Linked DNA regions of Triticum aestivum: region 1 is linked to region 2. The links are chromatin contacts, called in public Hi-C maps. All regions are on one chromosome and are shown on one strand. Each heading gives the region's core, a stretch centred on a gene start, on an enhancer-like site or on the middle of the called end of the contact. The rest is flanking DNA. Distances are from core to core; before and after follow the strand shown.

Region 1 (4,532 bases), core at 1,513-4,012, 150 kb after region 2:
TGGAGGAACATGGCTGCTCTTCCATACTGGTGTGGATGCAATCTTGTAGTAGCCCTCTGCTTCTGAAGGTCTACACAAGCCTGGCAAAAGGTGCTCTCTTCATTCGAAGCATCCACAGAGCCTCTGTGTCGCTGCAGTTGTAGATGTAGTTCAGATTCACCATCCTCTCGTGATCCCGGATTAACACTGAACCATAATGGATGACAGGCTTATCACCCCGACGAACAACTCTCTTGTGGATCAACATGATCCATGCCTGAATCACATCTATCAATGCCGCGGCCTAAACTATCGGCTTCATCTATGCATCCATAACCTAGTCGACATCAAGTGTGCATTTGAGCAATGGGGAAATCGATCTTACACCTAGCCTAACGACCTAACAACCAACCTAACATAGGGAGAAGGGGGGCCATGTTGCTTACCGGCTTCGGAGACAACGACGATGAAGGGGGGGCATGGCCGAGTCGAGGATGACCAGATGGTGGCCACGAGGAAGGGAAGAAGCAACTCCTGCCGCCGGAGAGTGCTGCTGCCGCGTTCACTGATACGTCCATTTTGCATCATGCTTTTTTATCGATATTTATTGCATTATGGGCTGTTATTACACATTATGTCACAATACTTATGCCTATTCTCTCTTATTTTATAAGGTTTACATAAAGAGGGAGAATGCCGGCAGTTGGGATTCTGGGCTAGAAAAGGAGCAAATATTAGAGACCTATTCTGCACAGCTCCAAAAGTCCTGAAACTTCACGGGAGTTATTTCCAGAATATAAAAAATACTGAGCGCAAGAAGTACTAGAGGGGGGCCATCCACCAGCCACGAGGGTGGGGGGCGCGCCCTACCCCCCTAGGCGCCCCCTGCCTCGTGGGCCCCTTGGTGGCCCTCCGATGCCCATCTTCTGCTATATGGAGTCTTTCGTCGAGGAAAAAATCATAAGCAAGCTTTCCGGACAAGACTTCGTCACCACGAGGCGGAACCTTGGCGGGGAAACTTCCCTCCGGGAGGGGGAAATCATCACCATCGTCATCACCAACGATCCTCTCATCGGGAGGGAGTCAATCTCCATCAACATCTTCACCAGCACCATCTCATCTCAAATCCTAGTTCATCTCTTGTATCCAATCTTTCTATCCAAACCTCAGATTGGTACCTGTGGGTTGCTAGTAGTGTTGATTACTCCTTGTAGTTGATGCTAGTTGGTTTACTTGGTGGAAGATCATATGTTCAGATCCATTATGCATATTAATACTCCTCTGATTATGAACATGAATATGCTTTGTGAGTAGTTACGTTTGTTCCTGAGGACATGGGAGAAGTCTTATTATTAGTAGTCATGTGAATTTGGTATTCGTTCGATATTTTGATGAGATGCATGTTGTCATCCCTCTAGTGGTGTCATGTGAACGTAGACTACATGACACTTCACCATTGTTTGGGCCTAGAGGGAGGCATTGGGAAGTAATAAGTAGATGATGGGTTGCTAGAGTGACAGAAGCTTAAACCATAGTTTATGCGTTGCTTCGTAAGGGGCTGATTTGGATCCATATGTTTCATGCTATGGTTAGGTTTACCTTAATACTTCTGTTGTAGTTGTGGATGCTTGCAATGGGGTTAATCATAAATGGGATGCTTGTCCAAGTAAGGACAACACCCAAGCACCGGTCCATCCATATATCAAATTATTAAAGTACCGTACGCGAATCATGTGATCGTGATAAAAACTAGCTTGACGATAATTCTTATGTGTCCTCGGGAGCGCTTTCCTTCATATAAGAGTTTGTCCAGGCTTATCCTTTGCTTAAAAAAGGATTGAGCCATTTTGCTGCACATTTACACTTGTTACTTGTTACTCGTTACCAATTACCTTATCACAAAATTATCTGTTACCGATAATTTCAGTGCTTATAGAGAATACCTTGCTGAAAACCGCTTATCATTTCCTCGTACTCCTTGCTGGGTTCGACACTCTTACTTATCAAAAGGACTACGATAGATCCCCTATACTTATGGGTCATCATTCACCGCTGCCGCCGCCGCTTGCGCACATCGGAGTCGCCGCCGTCGCCGGTGCTAAAACAGAGGAGTAGCTTATCCTAGAGCTAGCGGTGACCGAGTAAATGTGGGGTTGAGGCTAGATTTGGCGCCATACCGCTGCACCCGATTTCCATCTCCCGCCATCTTCATTTGATTTCGCGTTGCTCTCCCCGTGCGAGCTGCATCCTTTTTGCGCCGCACTTAGTCTGATTCGCTGGAAATTGCCAATCTAAAGGTTTCAAGCGAGCCAGGCTATGTGCCGCTTTTAAAATTCGTGTTGATGTGAGCAGCCCACACCGTTTGCAACCAAACTTGTTTTTTCTCGCACTTAGGGCATCTCCAATAGTTTGTATGCTAGCTTGTTGATAAAATATGTCATGTCATGAATCAACACCTTAACATACAACAACTTTAATGGGTTGTATCTAGTTGCCCAATAGAATATGAGATAATAAATAAGGTGTTCTCTCATTCTAAATTGGAGCTTGTGCAAGAGATGTTGGTTCATGTACATACAACATTCCTCTCTTTCTTTATTTATTGTATGCCACATCATTAAAAATTCTATGTGGCAAAGTCTACCAACGACTATCCATTGGAGATGCCCTTAGATAATACATAATGCACGCTGGAAATATCCTCGTATCCGAAATCCGTTTCCCAGGCGTTGCTTCTTCCATGCTCCGATCCGGCCATTCCCCGCCGGCGGCAACGGCAACGGCGACCGCGCCCGTAGTACACCGTACGCCCTCACCCCGCGCCACTGCCCCGCGCGCACGATAGTTAAGTGATAGTCCCAACACGGCAGCACCACCGCGTGACGCGCCAGCTATCTCGCTCGCTGCCGACCTGCTGCGTCCCGCGGCCGCCGACGCCTGGCAGCTCGGCCGTGGCGGCGGCAGCGTGGGGACAAAAGCGGGAGCGAAAAGAAAGACCACGGCACGGGCGCGCGCAACGGCCGCGGTTGGACTCCGCATTTCCTTTCTTTTTTTGCTGCTTTCTTGCACCCGTGTGGGGTGGGGTGGGTGCCGTCCGTGGTGGTAGACGGTGACGACTTCACTGCCCCTCCCTCCGTCCGTCCGTCCGTCTGTCCGCGCATCTGGCTCCCTCCCTCCCTCCCTTCCTTCCCTTTTCAGCGCCGCTTCCTCCTCGCCCTGCCTCCGCCGCAACCAACCTTCCGGCAGCTCCCGGCGTCGAGCCGCCGTCGACCGAGGTACCCTACCGCCCGCCCCTGCTCTCCTCCCCGCTCCGCCAAGCTGGGCAGATCTGGGTTTTCTTTTCTTTGGTCGAGTCGCGGGGGCTTGCCGTGGTCAAGGGGTGGAGGGGTTGATTTTTGGGGGAGGAGCCATCGGTGCCAGGGCCGGTGGCTTCCCGTCGCCGTCGCTGAGCGTTCTTGGCTCCGATCGCTTGCCGGCTTCGGGCGGGTACTGTGCCGTGCTGCGTGTTGATGTCTAGTGGGGAAAGGGGGAAGTGGCTTGAGGTGACACGCGGTGCTGAAATGCGACGGGTGTGCTGAAATTCAGAAAATCTTTCTTCAAAATTCAGGGATGCCAGTGGAAGGCGGGCGTGATCATGAGCTGTTAACCACTTGCAGATGGGCGATTGCCTCTTGTTGTGTGTTTGAGCGCTCTACTGCTATGCTATATGTGTTCACGAACATTCAGTGCTATTTTTTATTATTTATGTTATTATTACACAGTTCCTGTTATTTTAAAGTGATATGAGCCTGCTGTGGTGTTGTTGCAGTTCCACAATGTGTATGAGTGGATTGGGCATGGTGACTCATTTCTGCATTTCTTCTGCTGTAGGGAATGTTGTGACAACTGATGCAGTCCTGAACCTTCGGCGATGGAACGATGCGACTGCATCGAGCCGCTGTGGCCGACTGACGAGCTGCTCATCAAGTACCAGTACATCTCCGACTTCTTCATAGCCCTCGCCTACTTCTCCATCCCGTTGGAGCTCATCTACTTTGTGAAGAAGTCGTCCTTCTTCCCATACAGATGGGTTCTCATCCAGTTTGGTGCCTTCATAGTCCTCTGTGGAGCAACCCATCTCATAAACCTCTGGACTTTCACCACCCACACAAAGACCGTGGCCATGGTCATGACGGTTGCCAAGGTTTCGACGGCCGTCGTTTCCTGCGCGACAGCTTTGATGCTTGTTCACATCATCCCTGATTTGCTGAGTGTCAAAACGAGGGAGCTGTTTCTGAAGAATAAAGCTGAGGAGCTCGATTGGGAGATGGGCTTGATAAGGACGCAGGAAGAGACCGGGAGGCATGTTAGGATGCTAACTCATGAAATCAGAAGCACACTCGATAGACATACGATTTTGAAGACTACCATTGTGGAGCTAGGAAGGACCTTGGGTCTGGAAGAGTGTGCCCTGTGGATGCCGTCAAGAAGTGGCTCGAGTCTCCAGCTTTCGCATACTCTGCGCCACCAAATCACTGTTGGGTCATCTATATCAATTAATCTTCCTGTTATCA
Region 2 (4,369 bases), core at 1,713-4,212:
ACTCGAACAAACAACAAAGCAGTGGAATTAAAGAGATGGTTTGATGGGTATAGGCATATAGTACTTAATAGATGTGGTGTTGGAACACATGCCAAGAAAATGTGACAGTGACAAGCATTTGTGAACGATTGTTTTATTACCAAAATGGAAAATGCTCATGTATGGAATACTATAAGTTACATTAGTTTATTATACATTTTCCTCAAAGATAAAATATTCCTTTATACAACATGGACCATATTGATTATCTGGAGCCAGTATTGACCTCTTTCCTCAAAAGAAGAAACTACTTTTTTGTACTCAAATAAGAAAAACTATGACCACTTGTTAATCTTTTGCACTGAACTGACTACTGAATGCTGATCTTTCAGGCAGTAATACTGCGCTTGAATTAATAAGTGTTTGTTACTCTGGTGCCTGAGATCTACAAGTACTCATTCCTACTTACATAGCTTACTTCATTTAAACAGGGTGTGCCAGCCTTAAACATATATACGCACTATGCAAAAAAGAAAAACATAAGGTAGATTCCTGTGGCTAAGTTCAGATGACACAGAAACTTGCAGCGACAGATTGATGCTAGTCAGCGCTCACCTGATGCCGAGTTGCAAATTAAGCATTAGAAAATAGCTCCTGTGGCCCTTGTAAATAGTCTCCATTGGCCCTCTTTCTTGTTTTTGCCAGGTATTTTCCTGTGTTTCACCGCTGTCCAACATTCCAGAATGTTTGCCTTTTGGCTGTTCGGAGATAAGCACTCCTTGTATATATTCCCGTTCGTAGACCAAATCCTTATGAACATCACTGTTTTGTAAATGCTCCTTACTTGACAAGGATTTATTGGGTGGATCTTGTGGTAAGTGATTTCCAGAATCATCAACAAAAATTGGTGTTGTGCCATTTGAAATGCGCCTGGGACGATGAAAAAACCTACGTAGCCCCCATTTGTTGCACAGGTTTTGCAATAGAAACAACAGTCCAACTTTGACCTTTTCATTACTAGAACTTGAAGCACTTGTACCATCATTATCTGTTGCACACTCAGAAACTTCAAGGTTACAAGGTATTTTACTTCCTGGTTGATAAAATATGCCATGGCCATCCTTGACTCCCCTGTCCCATGTACCAATGTAACATGCTCCTGATGCGTATTTGCAGTAGCCTTTGCCATGAGCCAGCCCACTGAGCCAATTACAGTCAAGAGTATCACCATTTATCCACTGCATTACGCCTCGGCCGTTCATGCTACCTGATTTCCAGCTTCCAATGTAGATGTTGCCAGCAGCCCATGTGTATTTACCATATCCATCCGGTAAACCCTCGTTCCACAAACCTTCATAACTGTCAGAGTTGGAGTAAACCATTGTCCCCATTCCCTGCTTTTTGTTCATCCTCCAGGAACCTTTGTAAACCGAGCCGTCGACCCCCTTGAAAGTGCCTGTTCCGTCGATGAAACCTCCGCGGAAGTCGCCTTCATAGGATGCGCCTGAAGGCCACTGGATCATTCCTCTCCCCGTCATTTTGCTTTTATCCCACTCGCCGTCATAAAGGGACCCATCCGTCCACATATACTTCCCCATTCCATGAGGCACTAACCCATCGAAGTTGCCCACATAGACGTCTCCATTTGGAAGGGTATCCCCCCTAATCAGAAGAAAAGAATAGCCGCAAAAATAAAAATCAGAAGAAAAGAATCAGGCTAAAAGCAACAATCCATTACATGTATTCAAATTTCTATACCAAGTAGTTCCTGAAAATGAATTGTATAAATAAATCTAGTAACAATAATTCAATTAATGGTGTATCGTGCAGCTGCAAATCAGGCTCTCATTTTAATGCGGGTTTCAGTATTCAGGGAAAGCACTGAAGAAACACTTGCTATTTGTACCAAAATAGTAAGGCAGGCCAATATTAGAAATGTGAGTTAGCACACCTCTGGGCGTTCCCGTTGCTTGTCTCTGCGCCGGCCATGTCAAGGTCCACAGGAATAGCTGAGAAGCCACACAAATATCGCTCTAGATGGCCTGAAACAAAGCAGAGGAAGCTGTCAAGCAATGGGCGCTTTGTCTTTGTTGGGAGAAGCATGTGTACTAGTCAAACAAATACAGTACTAGTAGTAGTAACACAGAAGAAGAATTGTATTACTAGCTAGTACTCTAGTAATAGTCAAACCAATACAGCAGTAACACAGAAGGAGAATTCTACTGCTACTGGTGCCCCGGCGCAAACATTCTAATAGGCGCGCGGCAGACACGTCACATCACTTGGGCATCTATCATCGAATCGTCGGTAAAACAAATAGTAAAGCAGAGCGTCAAACATGTTTGACAACGGTTATGCTACCTACAAGCAAGAAAGGCTATAAAAAAGTTACAGTTATCTGTGGACGAGAAAGGAGCCTCAGATCACAAAAGGCCCCTTTGCAGCAACCAGGCAGCCAGTCCAATTCGCGGCAAAACTGAGAAACGCCGCCGCAAAGTAATAAGTAGAGTCACCACTGAGTGTATCATCGTCCAACTGGCAGCCCGCCAAATAAAAGCAGGGGAACCCGGAACCGGCTGAATTCAAGCTAGAAACTGGGCACGCATGCACGCCCTCCCGCCGAGCCGCGAGCCCGAAGCTCCCCCAATCGCAAGCGAGTCAGGGAGCGCCTGGGAACCAGAGCAGGCAGGTACCTCAGCTCGCCGGAAGGAGGAGGAGGAGCTCATCCGCAGCACGCCGCTGGCCGGGGAGACCGCGCGGAGGAGGCCACGCCCATCCGATTCCGATCCGCGTCTAGCCCAGCCCAGGGAGATCACGATCAGAGCGAGGAGGGAGGGAGGGAGCCAAGGCAGGGGGAAAGGGAGGAGAGGCACGGGTACCGGTACCAGAGGGGCAGGGGCAGAAAGGAGAAGGGGACAGACAGGGGTGGGGCCCACGTTGCGGGTGCGCGGGGGAGCTGGCGCCGACCAATCCCCACCCCGCCCCGCCCAGATTTTTTATCCCCCTGTTCCCCCCTCACCTCACCTCACCTGGCCCCCGCGACGCGATCGACCACGCGATAGGACTACGACTTTTTTTTTTTGAGGGAAACGATAGGACTACGACTTTTTTTTTTTCGAGGGAAACGATAGGACTACGACTAGTAGGCCGGGAACGAGCATGGTATTCCGCCATCGATAATTGATGGGCCTTTCGGCGGCGACAATATTTTTCGCGCTGCTCGGGCGCGAGCGGACCGGGGGGCGCTGGCGCGTGTCCCGCGTTCGGGCGCCGCGGCATGGCCGGGGTCTATCCTGATTGATGACCTGTGGACGGCGGCGTGCCCGATGGGGACGGGGAATCCGGACCTCATCCCCGTCGCGTCCACGTCCACGTCCTCGACCGACCGACGCCTATGTTTGGAATTCGGATTTTTTTTCCCCTGCTTGTGTCAGGATATTTTTAGGCCCCGTTTGTTCTAGATTCTCTTGGATTTTAATCACCCGTGGTGGATTCGCTTCTGTGGCAAAGCTGGTTCGCAAACCCAAGTATATTTTAAGGTGCTTCAGAAAATTACGTTAAAAATTACCCAAATTCAGATTCAGCTTCACTGGCGAAGCTGATTTTAAATATTTGTTTGTTTCAGATTCTTGTGAAGCTGAATCTGGTCCCAAAATCCAAAACAAACAGGGCCTTACTACGGGTCCGTTGGTCGTTCGCGTGTGCGCCATGCTACAAGTTTTTTTCTTCCTTTTTTTGAGCAAACGTCATGCTACAAGTGAGCGTTCGCTTCACGCCTTATTATCGTGCGGGTGGACCGCCTGCCATGAGACGTAAGCTATGTCAAAAATAAGAAACGGTGAACTATCCTGCAGGTAAAAGGGTCGGGCCGGCCTTCGGCCCGCCATGGAACAAGGTGATTGCAAAAGCCATGCCTTAAGCCAAGCTCAAGGTGATTGCAAAAGCTAGGCCTAACTAGTGCGCTTGGTAGTGATTTTTTTTGGCAATTTTTTAGGACAGGCTTGAGCTTGTTCAAGCCTGTTGAGTAGAAATCGCCACTGCTCCTGGGCATTGCTATGTGAATTTGGGCTGGCTCAAGTAGCACGGGCTTCTCTCTTCTAATATTTTTGGTTTTCTTTTGGGCCTTTTGTTTTTCCCTTTTTTATTTTTCCTTTTTATTTTTATTTTTCTTTGTTCTTTTTCTATTTTCGCAAACATTTTTTAAACCATGAATATTTTTTGTTCATCGAATTCAAATAATGTTCATAAAATTCAAAATATTTTCATCAATTTGAAAAAATGGTCGTCTAAACCAATTTATTTTCATAAAATTAGAAAAATTCATCATATTCTAAATTGTTCATGAATTTTTTAAAAGGTGATCATATTAAAAAATGTTCATCGAATTCAT

Evidence for each region. Hi-C and Micro-C count contacts between places; a contact is called where the count stands out from the background.
Region 1: a Hi-C map of leaf shows a contact between it and region 2, with 6 times the contacts expected there. The contact joins the promoter of LOC123087163 here to the promoter of LOC123087162 in region 2. A contact is called at or near these places in 2 of 5 Hi-C or Micro-C datasets (both in leaf).

What each region holds. Positions count from the first base shown.
Region 1 is chr4A:583,155,637-583,160,168 of IWGSC CS RefSeq v2.1, forward strand. LOC123087163 (probable ethylene response sensor 1) reads left to right here and starts at 2,763. Exons shown (of 6, transcript XM_044509082.1): 1 at 2,763-2,783; 2 at 3,850-4,532. The coding sequence starts at 3,890.
Region 2 is chr4A:583,010,423-583,014,791 of IWGSC CS RefSeq v2.1, forward strand. It overlaps LOC123087162 (phosphatidylinositol 4-phosphate 5-kinase 1), which reads right to left and starts at 2,963. Exons shown (of 10, transcript XM_044509079.1): 1 at 2,673-2,963; 2 at 1,931-2,021; 3 at 595-1,641. The coding sequence starts at 1,968.